Linked DNA regions of Mus musculus: region 1 is linked to region 2. The links are chromatin contacts, called in public Hi-C maps. All regions are on one chromosome and are shown on one strand. Each heading gives the region's core, a stretch centred on a gene start, on an enhancer-like site or on the middle of the called end of the contact. The rest is flanking DNA. Distances are from core to core; before and after follow the strand shown. Region 1 holds the start of A730049N16Rik (a long non-coding RNA gene). Region 2 holds the start of Epb41l3 (erythrocyte membrane protein band 4.1 like 3).

What was found. Hi-C and Micro-C count contacts between places; a contact is called where the count stands out from the background.
Region 1: a Hi-C map of the N1E-115 cell line shows a contact between it and region 2, with 3 times the contacts expected there. The contact joins the promoter of A730049N16Rik here to the promoter of Epb41l3 in region 2. A contact is called at or near these places in 4 of 39 promoter capture datasets (the 3T3-L1 cell line, embryonic stem cells, hippocampal neurons and 1 more) and 1 of 484 Hi-C or Micro-C datasets (the N1E-115 cell line).

The regions. Positions count from the first base shown.
Region 1 is chr17:69,472,884-69,477,214 of GRCm38.p6, forward strand. A730049N16Rik (a long non-coding RNA gene) reads right to left here and starts at 3,031. Exons shown (of 2, transcript XR_876920.3): 1 at 2,082-3,031; 2 at 519-825. All of the region lies in intron 1 of Akain1 (A kinase (PRKA) anchor inhibitor 1), which reads left to right.
Region 2 is chr17:69,156,685-69,161,065 of GRCm38.p6, forward strand. It overlaps Epb41l3 (erythrocyte membrane protein band 4.1 like 3), which reads left to right and starts at 2,672. Exons shown (of 23, transcript NM_001355734.1): 1 at 2,672-3,357.

The sequences.
Region 1 (4,331 bases), core at 1,781-4,280, 320 kb after region 2:
CAGAGAGCCTCTGGGCTCTTCGTTACCTATGCTATAGTCCTTCCTTACCCCAAGCTTGGGAGCCTCAGACAAGGCTACAAGGAAAGGACTCCAGCTTAGTCAGGACTTAAGCTTGGAGCTCTGGCCTCAAGAAGGTGACTCCAAAGAACACTCTGTGCCTTCATTTCCACAGGTGCTTTGTTTCCACAGAGCTTTAAGAAGGCTTTGGGGGAGAGCCAACATCACCCCTGGCATGCTCTTCCAGAGGACTGCAAGGGAAGGACTCTTGCCAGATTTACACCATGAAAGCAAGTGACATCTTACCCTGACAAGGACACAGCAAAAGCCCACGTACTCAGAGATGCAAACATTCTTAGTAAAACCCTATCAAGTCAAGTTAAAGAACACATAATAGGTGTTCATATGATCACGTGGTTTTATGTCAGGGCTACAAGGGTGTTTCAACATATACAAATTAATAACAATATCTTGCAGTGGCAGAATGAGGGATTAAAAAAACACACCATTACCTCAATAGATTCAGTAAAAAGCATTTTATAAAATTCAACATCTTTCCACAATTAAAGCCCCAAACAAACTAGGAATAAAAGGGTCCCATCCCCAAAGAATTAAGGCTTCACATGTCAAACAACAGCCGGCATTTGATGGAATGGGGAAAATGCTGAAAGCATTTCTTTTAAAACGGAGAACGTGACCATGGCTGTCCATTCACAATGCTCTTATTAACACTAATCAAAGCTTTATTGGGAGCAACCAGACGGAAAGAAATTGGGAATAGAGTTGATTTCATGTTCTTCCAACCGATAAACACAGTTCATAGTGCACCTAAAAAAAAGCAAACAACAACAATAACATAAGAATTTGGGTCTGCAAGATGGTTTGGGGGGGGGGGAGGGGGTCAAGCTGCTCGCTGCCAAGCCTGATGATCCCCAGACCTGAGTTTGATCCCCAGACCAACACACCGGAAGGAGAGGGATGACTCCCACCCGCTGCACTATAATCCACATGCGTTGTAGACATGTGTGGCAGGCATACCCCGACCCCAGATAAATAAGTATGATTTAACATAAAAATTTAAAATCGTGAGAAACCTTAGCCATTTCATTACTCCTAAAGGTGTCTACTTTGTACAAACCTTGCAGAACTAGTCATCGAATTAATGTACCACGATTATTAAGCAGAGACCGGAAATCACAGTTGGTGGAAGTCTGTGATCTCACATCAACCATGCTCCAGACTTCATTATGGTTTTGCAAATTCATCTCCAGGAATTAATTCACATCTGTCTGCTTTTTAAGGTTGCTTCAAATGCCAGCCTCGGATGGCACAAGGCAGGATTGGTAGGGCTGAAGGCAAGCGGCCCATTGTCTAGGGCACAGGATGCCAAGTGTGCTAATTACCTTTCTATTTTTGTGAAGAGACACCATGGCCCAGACAACTTAAAAAGAAAGCATTTAATTTGCAGGCTCACGGTTCCAGAGGGCTAGAGTCCATGATTATCCTGACAGGAAGGATGGCTGTGGATGGCAGCAGGCATGGAGCAGTAGCTGAGAACTTGTGTTCTGATTTACAAGCATGCGATAGAGAAAGAGAACTAGGAATGGTGTGGGCCTTTGAAACCTCAAAGCCCATCTACCCCAAGTGATACACCTCCTCCAACAAGTCCACACCTCCGAATTCTTTCAAGTACTATGTATCCAAGTACTTCCAAGTACTATGTATCCAAGTACTTCCAAGTACTGTGTATCCAAGTACTTCCAAGTACTGTGTATCCAAGTACTTCCAAGTACTGTGTATCTAACTTTCTAATATATAAGCCCAAGGAGGGGGGGGAGTATTTCATTCAAACCAGCACGCCATGTTTGTGTTATGAATTTCCATAGCTGGAATACAGCTTCTCCTGAATATTTTCATGCATGAGTTTTCACTATCTAAATTCATCTAAGCGTGACTGAATCCATATCCTGTTTCATTAGCATATAAGGAGAACACATGAGATATTTTGACATTATAAAAGGATTGTCTCCAAGTGTTCGGAACCTACTTGTTCAAAGAAATGGCATACATCTTCCTCTACTTACCCTTCTGGCTACTTTTCCTTCGGAGACCATGAGTGACCTGTGAGAGCTGATTGGTTAAACTGATCTAGAACCATACTTTGCGATGGCTAGTCATTTCCGGGTCTTTGACTCTTCCCGTAGCAGAAGATGTTGTCTGTATGAGAGGGTGCTTTTAAAGAGTTCGTTTAAAATCTTTCATACTATTTATACTTACACTGATTTCTCCCACTGTCCCGGTGGGTGAGAAGAGCCAGTAACTGGTTAATATTGCCTAGGAGATCAAAATATTTTGTTAAGTATTTAGATCTTCAGCATTGTGCTCAAGTAATTAAAATCTTTGAGCAGGAAGTCTCTGGTTTGCTTCCGAACTCCAAGCAGGACCTGTAAGTCCATTTTTTAAGTAAATGGGCTAGCAAGCACGGTCCTTGGAGCAGTTTAAGTGGGTTTGGTAAATCAGAAACAGGGGTCAGGACTCTCAGCTCAGCCCTGGGCTTGGGGTTGGGGTGGAGTGGGGTCTTCGTGGCTTCGGCAACTCCAGCTGCAGCCGGCAGGGGGCGGCAGAGGCTGCGTGAGCGGAGGTGGGGCGGCGCTGTCTGGCTGCACAGTCCACCCAGGTTTCTATTCCAGTTATGTCCGGTTGCCCCGGAGCGAGGCCACTCCGTGTCTGGCTTTTTTGCCCACCCGAACCTCGCTCCACCGTCCATCCTCCGGGCCGGGTACCATGCTCTTCAGTGTGTGCTTAAGGCTCTGCAGGGACGGTTGCCGGGAGCCATCTGCCTTCAACTGCCCCAATCCTGCAGATTCAGACAAGGGGCAGGAAGTTTTATCTCGCCCAAAGCATTGCAAGCTGAGCTGCTGGACAGATAGAAAGCCACATCCCCGTGGCTCGCCGGGAAAGTAGAAGTTGGAAGGAATGGTGTGAAAGGGAGAAACCCAGATTTCTGCTAAACTCCGTTAGAAGCCTTGTACTCAGGAGTTTTGGGAGCTCTCTGGACTCATAACCCACTTTTGGTTGAGTTTCTCGATCTCCGCATGCTCAGAAAATGCAACATTTAAACACCTCTGGCATAACACTTTCATGAACACTTGCCCTGCTCCAGCTCCTTTCAGTGCAAAATTTGTTCTCTCTCTTAAGTCTTCCCTTCAAACCGCCACCCAAACTCCGTGATTCCTTCTCAGAACATTTCCTCCCTTTATAACAGTTGCTTTTTGTGTCCTTTTCTTCTAAGATTTCATTCGTGTTTGGACAGGGAAGACGGTTCAGTGGATAAAGTACTTGCCCCCTACACTTAAAGACTGGAGTTCCGATACTCAGGACCTACCTAAAAGCCACATATGTGACAGGAGCACCTCCTGGGAGATGGGACCAGAGACGAGAGGATTCCCAGAAGGGGAGTGGGATGGTTTGTCAGGGGGAATGTAGGGGTGGACAAGATACTTCCTCAGTATAGAAGGGAAGGACAGACCCCTCTCTGACCTCCACCCTCACCAGAGTCCACTCAAGTGAGTGCTTGCACAATGCTCTGCCATCAGACACCCAACACATTTAGAAATAACAAAAATAAAGAACTTATTGTTTTTTTTTTAGAGAAATTTTAGGTGCACAACAAAATCAGAAGCACACAGATATCTTATGTGCCCTCTGCCCTTGCACATGTACAAACTCCCATAGTTACAACACTCCAGACAATGGCTCATGAATCGGTACACATAGAAAGGCATTTCCCTCGTATCATGAGCCGCTTTGGGTTTGGGTAAATGAACTATGAGAAATAATACATTCCTATTATTTCTATAGGAGCAGTTTCACTTTCTGAAACATCGTCTGTGCTCCAAGTTTATAATGAACATAGATATAAAATTGACCTAGAAAAGATTATGTGGAGTGTGAGTTGGTCAATAGTCTGTGTGGCTCTGACCCGTTGACCCATCTCCCCTACCTGGGGCATCAAGTCTCTATAGGATTAGGTGTACCCTCTCCCACTGAGGTTGGAAAAGGCAGCCTTCTGCTACATATGTGCTGGGGGCCTCAGACCAGCCTATGCATGCTCTTTGGTTGATGGCTTAGTCTCTGGGAGCTCTCAGGGGTCTGTGTTAGTGAGTCTGTTGTTCTTCCTGTGGGGTTGCCATCCCTTCAGTTCCTTCAGTCCTTCCCCTAACTCTTCCATAGGGGTCATTGACCTCATTCCAATGGTTGGCTGTAAGGATCTGCAGCTGTCTCAATCAGCTGCTGGTAGAGCCTCTCTGAGGACAGCCATAGCAGACTCCTGT
Region 2 (4,381 bases), core at 1,422-3,921:
CCCGCGCGGGAGGGAAGCCAGGACGAGGTTGGCCCCCCTCGCTCGGAGTCTGGGCGTGGGCCCCGCCGCAGCTCCGCGGAGCCTCCGTGCCTCCTGCAAAGGGGGGCGGGGGAGCCCTGGGCTGCGGCTTCCTCCCGCGCGGAGTCTCCTGCGCACCGCCGAGCAGGACGCCAGCGCCAGCCCGGTCCCCACGCCGCGGCGCGCCCGGCCTTCCCGCCGCCCCCAGGTAACTTTTTCTGCCCTTGGCGGGCCGAAGGGCTCCGAGGGGGACTCGCTTCCAAGACGCGCGGGGCTTGGGGGGCCCCGGTGCGCTGCGCTGCGCCCGCCGACCTCGGCCTCCGCCCTGGGGGCCTCTCTCCGAGCTCCGGCCCCTGGGGGCGATCGGGCCCTGCGCCCCTCTCCAGCCATCGGCGCGGAACCCCGGGTTGGGACGCCATGTTCCGAGCGTGCGGGGCTTGGGGGGAAAAACACTGCGGCGCCAGGCCGGGGGCTGTGCGCGGGAGGGGTTGTGCGTCCCCGAGGCTGCGGCTGCCGCTGCGTCCGTGCCCCGGGCGGGCGCGGCGGGTCTCGGAGCATCCTGGCTCCACGGCGAGGCGGGCCGCTTTTACGTAACTTGCCTCTCCCTCGAGTGGCCGGCGACCTCGGGCCGGCTACTGGCCAGCCAGGTTGCCCCGGGCCTGGGCACCTGCCGGCCGCGCGCCCCTGGGACGGCTCCCTGCGCCGGGCGGGAACGCGCCCCGGCCTGCAGAGCCGAGCACTCGGCCGGGCGCGGCTCACCTGGCGCCCTCGGGACTGCGGGTCGCCTGGAGGGGTCGGGGTAGGGAGGCTGGGGACCGCAGGACTCCGGTCCCTGCTAGTTGCGGCTGGTGCACCCAGGCTCCTGCACCCGGGGGTGGGGGGAGGGCTTGCTTTTTCGGGTTCTCTCTCTAATCGCGCCCTACTCTTCCCCTTCCCCCTACCCCCTGCACCCGGTGCCAAGTTCACAGCTTCTGCAATGCGGTGGGTGTGGTTACCTCGCAGATTGTAAGTGTGGTCCTTCTGGTGGGAACATTCTTGCTTTCTTTCTCCTTTTAGATGTACTGATCTGAAGTTTTCTTGGGGGTCGGGGGGGGGGGGCGATTTACCTTCCCGTCTTTGCAGACCAGGGTTCAAGTTGGGAAGAGTGCTACAGAACAAATCGAATGATAAAGGGAACATGTGGTATTAATTAAGCATGGAGGCTGGGCAGTCCTGAGAGGGCCAGGCAATCCTGCTAATAACGCAATGCTTCCATTACGTGTTTAAGTTGGCGTTTCAGCTTTTTTACATTACTTTATGGAATTGCTTTTGCAGACATCCTTGGCTGGGGTTTTCAGGGGCCCGTTTGGGGATCTGTGGGGCGGTCGGATGTTCTGGGGGTTACTCTTGGTAGCATAACTTAACCAAGTAAAGGACTCATCAAATCCGGCGATCAAAAGAAATTTCTTTTTTGCGCCTTACACTGCCTTTTAAAGCCCCCATGAATCAAAAATGATGGAACTCCACGTATATCCGGAGGCCATGAATGCAGCACCGTTAGAGTTAAGTGGGGCTTTGAAGGAGTGAACCTGCGGAGGAGGAGGAGGAGGAGGAGGAGGAGGAGGAGGAGGAGGAGGAGGAGGAGGAGGAGGAGGAGGAGGAGGAGGAGGGATTTGATGATCCTTATTGACTCTGCTCAGTGCTTTTACCGCTGTCTTTGAATTGCATGGTCATTGTGGCATCAACTTTTTAAACCTTTGTTTGGAGTAACAAAGTTATCGTGAGAGGAAATAATTTCCAAATTGAAGAAGCATGCCTCTCCTTTGTTAGTTTCCAAAACCCCGATGGAATAAGCTGAAGGCTGTGAGTATTGAATTATTTACACTATGATTATTCCAATGGTCTAGAAAAAAAGCTAGATAATTAGAAGCACAAGCCACTGCATGAACTGATCTCGCGCACAGCAAGTTCTTGCAAAAACAGAGCATGTGTTTCGAGAGGTTTGATCGGAAACCAGAAGAGTGGCCTCTGTCGCTTGTAAACACCTTTAGGCCGAGGATTGTAGAGCTAGGGGGCAAAGGCCATTGTCCCAATGACATACTTACATCTAATTTTTTAGAGAATTTCCTTAGGCATAAATATGGTTTAGAGAGTGCGTTCGCCAATCCCCGTTGGGTCCTTGGACCAAGGCCAACTTTGATTTCTGTGGAAATACAAGATTCAGGTTTACTTCTCTGACTGGATCTGGGGTGTGTGTGTGTGTTGCTTTTTTAAAAATCCAAAGGCAGGGTTGGAAGAGATGACTCAGTGCTTAAGAGCATTGACTGCTCTTTAGAAGACTCTGGTTTGATTCCCAGCACTCACATGGCAGTTCACAACCATCCATTCCTCCAGTTCCAGAGGACCCAACATCTTCACTGAGACACGCATGCAGGCAAAACAACAATGCACATAAAGTAATCACAAATAAATGATAAGGTTTCTAAGTCCAATGGCCAAGCCACTAAGGGTGCACTGAGGTAGGAGTGAGGTGACAACCTGTGACCTCAGAGAGCTGTTGATGCTGTCCTTTCAGGCTAGTGTGGAGGGATTGGCTCATCAGTGCTTTCTTCGCTTGTAGGATGCACAGCCATCTTTTTTTTTTTTTTTTTTTTTTTTTGGATTGGATATTTTCTTTATTTACATTTCAAATGGTTGCCCCTTTCCAGGTCTCCCCTTAGGGAGCCCCCTATCCCCTACCTTGGACCCCTGCCTCTATGAGGGTGCTCCCCCACCTACCCACTCACTCCTGTCCTCCCACCCTGGCATTCCCATACACTGAGGGGAATTCTACAATGGATAGGTGGGAATCGGCGATTTCCATGGCAGTGAAAGTTGACTCCAAGAGTAGCCTGGGAAATCTTTCCTTTCGGGTGAGAATTCAAGTATAGCGAAGAGAATTTTCTTAAGTAGAGTACTCTGGTTGTCCTTCATAATTCTGTCCTCACAGTCTTTTCTGAATTCCACTCCCCTCTGAGTGTGAGCTTTATGATGGAGTATAAACTCCCCACTGAGAGCCACGAATCAAGTTCACCTTCAGCACCCCGTCCTTTCAGAAGGCTCACCACTAGTTGCTCATTTGATGGGAATTCATCAGACACTCAGGGCCCTTTGAAGGGCTCCACTGCTATTGCATTTGTCCTGGCTATAAAGGATTATGTCCCCAGAAACAGGGCCCGGACAGTGACATCATTGCTGGGCTGGGGCTATGACATCACTATGGCTCAGAGGAAAACAGGGTGGGGCAGGCAGAAGCATTGGAGTCCCATCGAAGCCTGCAGAAGCCTTTCATGAGGCTTTCACCGTGAACAGCACAACAAGGTATCGTATGGATGTGAAGTGGTAAAAATCTTCGAATATTTCTGTCCCATAAGAAAATACTGTGGGGTTCAGCAAGTCAGGCTTTTAAATTTATTAAGCCTGTAGTTGATCCTGTTTGCACTATTGTACTATTGCAATATCATGCGTAAATTTTTTTCATTTTTAGGTTATTAGTGCCATCTTTAAAATATCTCGTATCTTTTATACTTTCTGAGTTGGCAATGCTGTTTTGTGGTTTGACGCAATGTGCTTGCTGTTCACAACTGGGGAAAAATAGAAAAGCTAGAGGTGTCACAGGTGTAGGAGCTATCTGCCATGATCTGTGGGTAATTAGTTTCCATTCTAACTTTGCTTTATTTGCTGATATTATTTTGTAATTTGACATTTTAATCCTTGGAGAATTCTAGTGTGGAGACATGTCTGGTCCAAATTAGCATCTAACAGGGGGTCAGAGGACGCTCAGGTCCCGAGTGCTCCTATACTCTACGTACCTCATAGCCTATAAAGTATATTAGCTGCTTTTTATGAACTTAGTGTGATCTCATCAGGGCAGAGGGAAGAGCCACGCATCAGTCTCGGGTGTCTTCTGTCTGGGTCTTTGCAAAGATGACTGCCATGATTTCACCTTGATGAGGTAGCACTGTAGGAAGTCGGGGTGGTTCCTACTCAAAGGTTCGGCTATTCCAGGACACGTTCCTGAAGCAGAGAGAAGAAAAGGACTTGAGAACAGTGGAGGTAGAGAAGTCTAAATTAGGTGCTAGGCCTGCAGATCACTGGTGAAATGTCTTCGGTACTGTGGTTTTAGACCTTGCGATGATTGGTTAAATTGCACACTGCAGGACTGGAAGCTTCTATTAGCTCCCAACCCCTAATTCTTTTGTAATTTGCAGTATGGAAGAAAGGCTGACAACTTAATTTTAAGATAGCTGACATTTTGATACATTGTTCTTACAGACTTTCTTACAAACCACACATATGTGCACTCAACATAAGCATATGCACACACACACACACACACACACAC